2 separate regions of the Mustela erminea genome follow, and region 2 is linked to region 1. Evidence: chromatin contacts called from public Hi-C data. All regions are on one chromosome and are shown on one strand. Each heading gives the region's core, a stretch centred on a gene start, on an enhancer-like site or on the middle of the called end of the contact. The rest is flanking DNA. Distances are from core to core; before and after follow the strand shown.

Evidence for each region. A called contact is a pair of places that touch in the nucleus more often than the background predicts.
Region 2: a contact with region 1 is called in a Hi-C map of skeletal muscle, with 9 times the contacts expected there. The contact joins the promoter of MAPK14 here to the promoter of BRPF3 in region 1. A contact is called at or near these places in 2 of 3 Hi-C or Micro-C datasets (skeletal muscle and spleen).

The regions. Positions count from the first base shown.
Region 1 is chr4:116,762,725-116,766,900 of mMusErm1.Pri, forward strand. It overlaps BRPF3 (bromodomain and PHD finger-containing protein 3), which reads right to left and starts at 2,220. Exons shown (of 13, transcript XM_032340489.1): 1 at 2,042-2,220.
Region 2 is chr4:116,926,290-116,930,731 of mMusErm1.Pri, forward strand. MAPK14 (mitogen-activated protein kinase 14) reads right to left here and starts at 2,472. Exons shown (of 12, transcript XM_032340506.1): 1 at 1,928-2,472. The coding sequence starts at 2,043. It overlaps SLC26A8 (testis anion transporter 1), which reads left to right and starts at 2,538. Exons shown (of 18, transcript XM_032340502.1): 1 at 2,538-2,673. The coding sequence starts at 2,643. It overlaps LOC116588861 (a long non-coding RNA gene), which reads right to left and starts at 1,921. Exons shown (of 2, transcript XR_004285112.1): 1 at 1,273-1,921; 2 at 1-609.

The DNA of each region.
Region 1 (4,176 bases), core at 970-3,469:
AGTTTCCCACATCACTCTTTGGGTAAAGGGAACTATGACAAGCCCGTAAGGAGCTGTGGTAGCAGTTACTGAGGCCATCACTACCAGGAAAGACATTAGGGGATATGGTACCCCAAGGTGTGGGCAGAGACCTGGGAAGGTACGCACAGTGAGAGGATTTCGAAGAGAAAAAGAGTTTGTCACCTTGGTTGCAGGATCTACCATTTTTATCTATGAAGTAGAGACGATGATAATTTAGCACACTTTTGCAAACTATAAATCCCTTTTCCTTTTTTTAAAAGATACTATTTTTTTTTTTTTTAATTTCTAAGTAATCTCTACCCCCACTGTGGGGCTTGAACTCAACTCTGAGATCAAGAGTTGCATGCTCTACCAACTGAGTCAGCCAGGTGGCCCAATCCCCTTTACTCTTAAAATTTCTCTCCACTAGTTTGGGAGGCAGAATAGCTTTTATCATCTCCATTTTACAGATGAAGAAACAAGCTCAGAAAAGTATCACTCAACCCAAAGGTAGTTGAGTGATAAAGCTACAATTCAAACCGAGATGATGGGTTGAACTCATTTCACTGGGAAGAACACCACAGAGATGCCATGGTCTAGAACGAAATGAGTCTCTGGGGCACTCCAGGTGCTAATCTTGGCCCTGTGTGACCTGGAGAAAGTCACTTAATCTCCCTGTGCCTCCAGACTCCACCAATAAAATGAGAATAAAATCTACCTTTTAGGGGTTGCCATACGCTAATAAGGTTTATTAACATCCTTATTTAAAAGGTTTTCCAATCCCAAGGTGTGACTGAAACAAACAAAAACAACTTGGCTGAGGAACAGGGCCAGGCAGGGACACACCCCAACAGAATCATCACAGCAATTCTGTCCAGGTTTCAGAGGCCCTTGGCCACTATATGCCTGACAAATGTCAACTCCCTGGGGGTAGTCCCAGCCAAAAGACCTGCTTCATTGTCCCCACACCCACCCGGCCCTCCCCTCGTGGGAAGGGAGATCCTTGCAAAGGTATGAAAATCTACCTCAACACTAACCAGAAATAGTTTAGACAGAGGGTATGGAGCCTCCTTTGTTAAAGCGCTGTATATTCTTCCTCCCTACCTGCTACCTCCTTGGCAGCCTGGGTTAGCCCTCATCCAGGCAGCAAGTATCTGTGGAGAACCTCTTGGGTCCTACCCCTGCCTCTAAACACTGGAAGGGCAAATTCTGGAGAGGGAAGGGCTCCTGCTGAGGAAATGAGTTTCGCCCACAAGGAGGTTACAGTCCAGTTTTTTGGCGGGATTTTCTCAACCCACACAGCCGTTCCCACAAACACCTCCAAATACCCCCAACACCCCCGGGGGCTCCTCAGCACCCCTAAGCCCCCACTCGTCCATCCCACCCAGGTCCCCAAAGAACGAGGAGTTTCTGCAATTAGGCTGTATCCCCTGCACCCCCACGAGAGACTCATGAGACAGGGGAAAGACTCAACTAAGGCTCTTGCTCCTTTAAAAGGGCACCTCTTCCAGAAGAATCTTGACCCTTCCGAGGAGAAAGGAGGGAAATAACATCTCCACCCCTGAGGGGAGGGGGCGAGAGCGCCAGAGACAGACTGACGCGGAGTCCGACCCTCAGACAGAGAAAGCTAGCGCCAGCGAACCAGCGGGGCACAGAGGCGGGCGCCCATTGGTCGTCTCACCTGCCCGTCAGGAGGAACCTGGGGTGCAAGGGACGCTCAGGGGGTGGAACACTCCTCTGGTCTGACCAATCGGAGAACATGGCGGGGGCGGGGCTCGGCGGCTCGCCAGCCAGGGCCAGGGGGGAGGGAAACAAGATGGCGGCTGCGGGAGGGGGTCCTCGCTTTTCAGCTCCCCCCTCACCCGCTTCTTCTTCCCCGCCGCAGCCCTCGCTCCAGGAGAGCGCTTTCGCGCCGCCCCCGCCCCACTCGGGAAGCCCCCTGCTTCCCTCTCGTCGCCCCCCCACCCGCGCAATCCCTGGTCCCCGTAGGCCCCGCTGCCCCCGCCCTCGCTCTGTCCGGCCCCGCTGCCACCCCCATTACCTCAGCCGCCGGCCCGGCCCCACCGTTCGGGGCCCCTGGGCGCTGGCGGGCCAGCCGTCGAGCAGGTCGGCGCGGCCCGGGGAGCGGAGCGCGACCTCCTCCCGCGCTGGCCTCCGCGGCCACTGCCGTGCCCCCTCCCGGCCCGCGCTGGGGCCCCGGCCCGGCTGCCGCCGCCGCTCCCGGGGGAGGAGGGGGAATGAAGCCGCTGCCGCCGCCGCTGCCGCCACGGAGCCCGGCCGAGGGGAGGGAGGGATCAGCCCCCAGGCAGGATCCGCCCCTCCGGCCTCCCCCCCGCCACCTCCACCCCTTCCCTCGCTCCCTCCCTGGCTCCGCGGGCTCTCCCGCTGAACAGGAGCTAGAGCGCGAAAGAGCGGGGAACGGGAAGAAAATCCCCCCGCCCGTCCCCGGCGCGGCGGCGGCCGGGGCGGCGCGGAGAGGAGCGCGGAGCCGCCGCCGCCACGGGGCACCGTCCCCCGCTCGGCCTCACGGTGGCGGTGCGGACGCGGTAGGGGCGCCGAGCAGAGACGGGGTCTGCCCCCGCCGCGGCCAAGGCTCACCCCAGCCAAGCCTCCGCCGCGGGGCGAGCCCCACAAGGGAGCGGGGGACGTTGGGGTCTGCTTGGGAAAGACGGGGATTCCCTAACTCTTTAGAGTGCCCAGTCGTCCCCTCCCCCTGTCCCTGCGGAGAGGTGACTACGGTTTGGGGCAACGAACCCCCTCCCGGAGCTAGAGGGCTCCTCCAGAGGTTAAGCCAGGGCAGTCATTGGAGTCAAAACCGGCCTATAGTTTCTTGAGGTGCAGGTGCCTGCATTACTCCCAGAAAGTCGCCCTTCCTCCCCGGCCGTGCTCTGGTCCGGAGGACAAAGGTCTAGCGATGTCCATCCCCTCCCCCAGTGAGGACAGCAGGAAAAGACCCTCTGTTGTGTACAGGTGCGCATCTTGTTCCCTGTAGGACATCCTTCTTAAGAAAAAGACCTGACTTTTCGTTATGTGCTATTCTCTCCCTATGTGTTTAGAAAGAGTAAACATAAAAGTTTGACAGTCTACTTAAGGACGTCTGATAACTCGTTTGTCACTGTAGACATGGGAAACACTCTCTCCTTAAACCTGATTTGGCTAGGAATCGGTTAATTTAATGCAATAAGCGGCTTTCTAAAAGACTTGACAAATGGCAACTTCAGACTTTCAGATGTAATCAGACTGGCTTTGTCTCCATAAGTAAATTTAAGAAGAGGAGACGACTTTGCCACCCCCCCCTTTCTCCTATAAATCAGAAAGCTTACCTCATATGACTGAAGTCTTAAGTACCAATATTTAATGATGGCGTAAAAGATGTATGGATAGACTGCCTTTAAATGTGAAGATGAATGACATATTTTGAAAGCGTTTCCTCTGCCCGCGCTGGTGGTGTAGCTTGGTGAAGCTTCTCACAATTTCTTGCTTGGTTATGATGATCAAGGACACCGATTCTAGAGTCAGAGGATGAAAGATAGTCTTAGGATGCAAGTCTTCCAAATGTTTAAACGGAGCGTACTGCGACTTTTGAAGTATAGATGTTCATTACCCTAGGAATTTAAAAAATTGTGTTTTGAATTTGAAAATTTGATGAAAGTAAGGAATCTAATTTGTATTACAAAGATGTTTTTCCTATTACACAGTAGCACCTTGTAGAAGTGAAAACAGTGATAGCAAAAATTCTTCTGTTGGCCAATTTTCTGAAAGAAAATGGAGTGTCTTGTGGAGCTAAGCAAGGGCAGGGCAATGTTTTGAAAACTGTGATGATGGAGGAGTATGAATTAATGTCAAGTGTTCTAAAGCTAGGGGGAATAATCATTTGGAGGGAAGGTGTAGATAGTATCAAGATGATTAATTGTGGAAGGGAAAGCCCCAGAGGCAAGATACTACTACAATTACTGTTAGTTAAAGGGGGGGGGGGCCTGAAAACTAAAAGAAACAAGAATACTGAATTTCATTTCTTGTTCTTTTAAAATATGAGCTACATCCATTTATACATATGACTAATAATTTTTATTTCTTGGTAAGTGTTCACAGAATTTATTTAGCACAGCTCCCATCTGTGTGATTGGGAGCTCTTTTCCCACTAAACTTAATGAATAAGATACCTTGGGAAAATAC
Region 2 (4,442 bases), core at 1,222-3,721, 160 kb after region 1:
AATGTGAACACATGACCTATTTTTAAAAATCTGTTTGGCAAAATTACTTCCAAGTGTCAGATACTGCTGGCTTCTGTAAGCCAGAAAAGTACAGTACTAAAGAAATGTAAAGGTCATTTTAATGACACCTCACTGAAAATCTGAATCTTCAATTCCAGTGAAGAGTTATTCATACCAACAGCAGGAAAACCTTACAAGCATTTCAAGTTCACTAAACTCCCCAGAGTTGAGTTATTCTGCTGTATCATTTCATTAAAGTTTAAACATCATTGGAAACAAATACCTGGTACTACAAAAATTAATGTCAACTGGAGAATGAAAAATAAAGGTAAAAAAGTAAGCTATCAAAGGAGCAATGATCTAAATAAATCTTTGAAAATTTGCAAATCAATCACACACATATATACACATCTATAGTAAAATGTCGCAAATTCTTTTAAAATCTAAAATGCCGTAGTATTAAAAAAATGGAGATGTCAAGCATGGAGCTATCAGCAACATTAACTCACACAGCTTGAACTAGAAGATGCAACATGATCTGTTTCCTGACACAATTGCATAATCTCAATTACCCAGAAGATTCTACCAAACAGGAAATTCATGATGTGACTTCAAGAAACACAGGAATTATAAAGATTAACACATCCAAAAGTCTGGAATTTGTTCAAAAACAAAAAAATAATTTTATAAAGCCCCTTTCAAATGATGCATGCACATGAATACATGAATTAGTCTCAAATCAGCAGCTCTCAAGTTACAGTAAATCTAAAATTGAGTGTGTAATACCTAAATTAGTGAAATATTTCAGATCCAGAAATTTTATGGTATCAATTTAATTTAAAACACCCAGTGTGATTTAAAGATGAGACGTGTCTCTTCCTTCCTTTGCTATAGACTACTCCTTCCTTTGCTATAGATCTTTACAAAAACCATCGTGTACCTCAGGCTACAAATGCAGATAAGTTCCCTGCAAACTCTCTCACGGACTTTAAAATATATATATATATTCACAAGATGTACTGCAATTTAAAAATATTTACAATACACCCCAGCATTGTTAGTAACTTCTTGCTCTTGAGCGCATCCAACGGATCTGAATCTCGCTTGCTGCAAAGGGGAAAATTGTTTTGCCAAACAATACTTAAATGAGCAGTGGTATGTGACTAATCAGTGAGGCCGCCAGCTTCTCAAGCTGCAGTGTTCTTGCAGGCACTACCACCCACCCCCACTCTGCAAAAAGGAAATACGCTTTCAACCGAATCGGAAACACACCACTCAAGCTGGCACTGTGCTGGCCGAGATAAAGTCGGTATTTTAGGTTCCACGGGTCGCTGCTAATGCAAGTGCGAATTCAAAACGAATGCTTTTCAAAAGGAGATTTCGAAAGAGGTTTGCAAAAAAAAAAAAAAACAACAACCCGGACAGAACGCCCTTCGTCGTCAGTTTTGTTCGGACAACCGCAGTCTCCCGGTCGAGCTTTGCCCTTCTGCTTCTCCCTGCAGCTCCCCGGGCTTGTCTGCTTTGAGGACGGGCTTTGGCGCCCAAAGTAGACGCACCTCCCGAGAGGATCTTCCTGCTGGATGCTGGCAGGGAGACCCCCGAAGAGGCACCCCCGCCCCCGTGCCTGCCCCCGAAGCAGCAATCCCCACAAGAAGGGCTTGCGCAAGGTGCGAGCCGGGGACGAGCTCCAGCACCACAACCCACCGTGGACCTGCATCCTGCACACAGCTGACCGCCTACCTGGGGGTGCAGAGTGAGGGGTGCAAGGGGTACAGGGAGTGCAGGACAGGGGTCCAAGAGGCTGCGGTGCTCTCCCCCAAGGACAATTCCTGCCGCTTGGTGCATCGCTGAGCTATGGGGGCAGGCCTGGCTCTGGGGTATTAAGGGCCACTCAGCCCACCGCAGACCCAAACCCGGTGACACTCACCACACGGAGCCATAGGCACCAGAGCCCACCGGGGAGAGATTCTGGTAACGCTCGGGCACCTCCCAGATTGTCTTGTTCAGCTCCTGCCGGTAGAACGTGGGCCTCTCCTGAGACATCTTCCAGCGGCGGCCGCGGGGCTAGGAGGTGGCCCTGAGGGGCCCCGCCTGCGCCCGCTCCCGCTCTCCGGCCCTCGTCGCCCGCCCAGCCGGGCGGGGACCTGGAGCTGGCAGTCGGCGCAGGTGCGGCAGACGCGACCCCGCCGACTCCCGCGCGCGCGGCCCCTGTCAGCCGCAGCTGCTGGACGCGTCTCAGCGACGGGAGCGAGCCCGGCTAAGGGCAAGGGCACGCTCCGGAGCCCAAGGCTGCGCCCACCACGCTCTCCCTGCACCCTCTCCCAGACCAGGCCGACTCCCGGCTGCGCCGCGGGACTACCGCTCCAGCTGCAGCGCCCGCTGAGGTTCCAGTGGTCGCCGTTCCAGAGCCAGCGAACAGGAGCCTCTTGCCGTACTCTCGCGAGAGCAGCTCCCGGGACTCTCCGCGAGCCGAGATTTTACCCAATATGGAACCTGCCCACGGGAGGGGGTTGACGACGGGAGAGGATGGGAGGAGCACTTCTCGCGAGAAAAGAGCAACAGCTGGACACCAGAGGCAAGAACTCTCCGGGACTTAAGGGCGCGAAGGCGGACCCGGGAAGGAAGGGATAAGCTGGCAATGTATGCCGCGTGCGCCCCACCGTGGTCGGCGGGGTAAGTGCCTGGCTCCGTTGTGGAAAGCGACAGTGACTAATAGGGTGTCGGGAAAAGAGCCAAAAGATCTTTGAACTGCCTGTAGTCACCAGCAGCTGAGCATCTGCTAAGCAGAACACCCAATTTCCAAGAAATATTTACATTAAAAAAAAGAGATTCTGGCCAGAAAGCCGTTGTATTCCATCTGCTCAAGGACATACGGCTTAATCTTCGGAATTGTGACGAACTCTATCCCAAAAGCAAATATTAGTTCTGCATTAAGGCTGAGGTTTTCCATCCAAACTCTCCTAGCGGTTCTTAAACTTTTATGTGCAGAAGAATCACTTTAGATGTTTAAAAATGCAAAGTCTCAGGACCCACAGGGAGTCTAAGTGGATAGGTCCGTGACAGGCTCCAAGAATGCGCATTTTTACAAAATGCCCCAGGTAGTTCTGATTAAGGAAAGTCTCCGGTATCTCCCTTTGAAAGGGGTTTTGAAACATTACTCAGAGGGTTTGAAACTGATTTCTGCTCTGAAGCTTCCAGTGAAGACGATTTTAAGCATTTGATTCATGCCTTTCAGATTAAGAAGCAGCCGGGTGGCTCAGTGGGTTAAAGCCTCTGCCTTCGGCTCAGGTCGTGATCCCAGGGTCCTGGGATGGAGCCCCACATCGGGCTCCCTGTTCGACAGGGAGCCTGCTCCCCCCACCTTCCCTCTGCCTCTCTGCGTACTTGTGATCTCTACCTGTCAAATAAATAAAATCTTAAAAAAAAAAAAAAAAAAAGGAGAGCAAGGCAGAGAGTGGTCTTCTGGCAGTGTCACATCAGGCAAGTCGATTGACGTTTCTTAGACCTTCGTTCTAGTTCTGGGAAAAATAATTCCTGCAAAAATAATTCCTGCCTTACATTCCCACCTAATAGGGTTATTTATAAAGCTGAACAAAATAAGTGTGATTGGGCAAGATATTATAACCCCATACCTCCCCCCACTTTTAAGCTTGTCACAATCTCTCTTAGAAATAACTGGGTTAGGGGCGCCTGGGTGACTCAGTTGGTTGGACGACTGCCTTCAGCTCAGGTCATGATCCTGGAGTACCAGGATCGAGTCCGGCATCGGGCTCCCAGCTCCATGGGGAGTCTGCTTCTCCCTCTGACCTTCTCCTCGCTCATGCTCTCTCTCACTTTCTCTCTCTCAAATGTATTTTTAAAATCTTAAAAGAAAGAAAGAAAGAAAGAAAGAAAGAAAGAAAGAAAGAAAGAAAGAAAGAAAGAAAGAAAGAAATAACTGGGTCCGACCCAGGACACTTCTCAGCACTTACTTAGAGAGCTTTGGTGTTACGCATCCCTTGGAGTGCTCCGATTTTGCCTATCTTGTCCCAGCATCTTGCACAGTGCCTGGAACATAACTGGTACACCATAAATATTTATTGGACTAATCATGAATAATGACCATGATCTCAGTTTAGAAGGTAGTGCAGGATCCTCAGTTCTCCTTGAGGAAAAACAAAAACCAGAATCATGGATGATTCATGGAAAGCTTTTCTTTGGGGGATTCAGTGTGGCTTAGCCTGGATTCTCTTGCCTATGAAGACACCCGGCTTGAAAATGTTCCAAAATGCAGGTTAGAGAGCTTTCCAAGAAGTAATGAAGGTTGAAGGAGGAAGTAAGAGCAAGAAATATGACTGTGATATAGCAGGTAGGAGTGGGGAACCAAGGTAATGAGTGCATTGATAGAAGGGAAGAAACTCAGCAGCAGGAATCCTAAGGAATTCATAAAATTATCCAAAAAA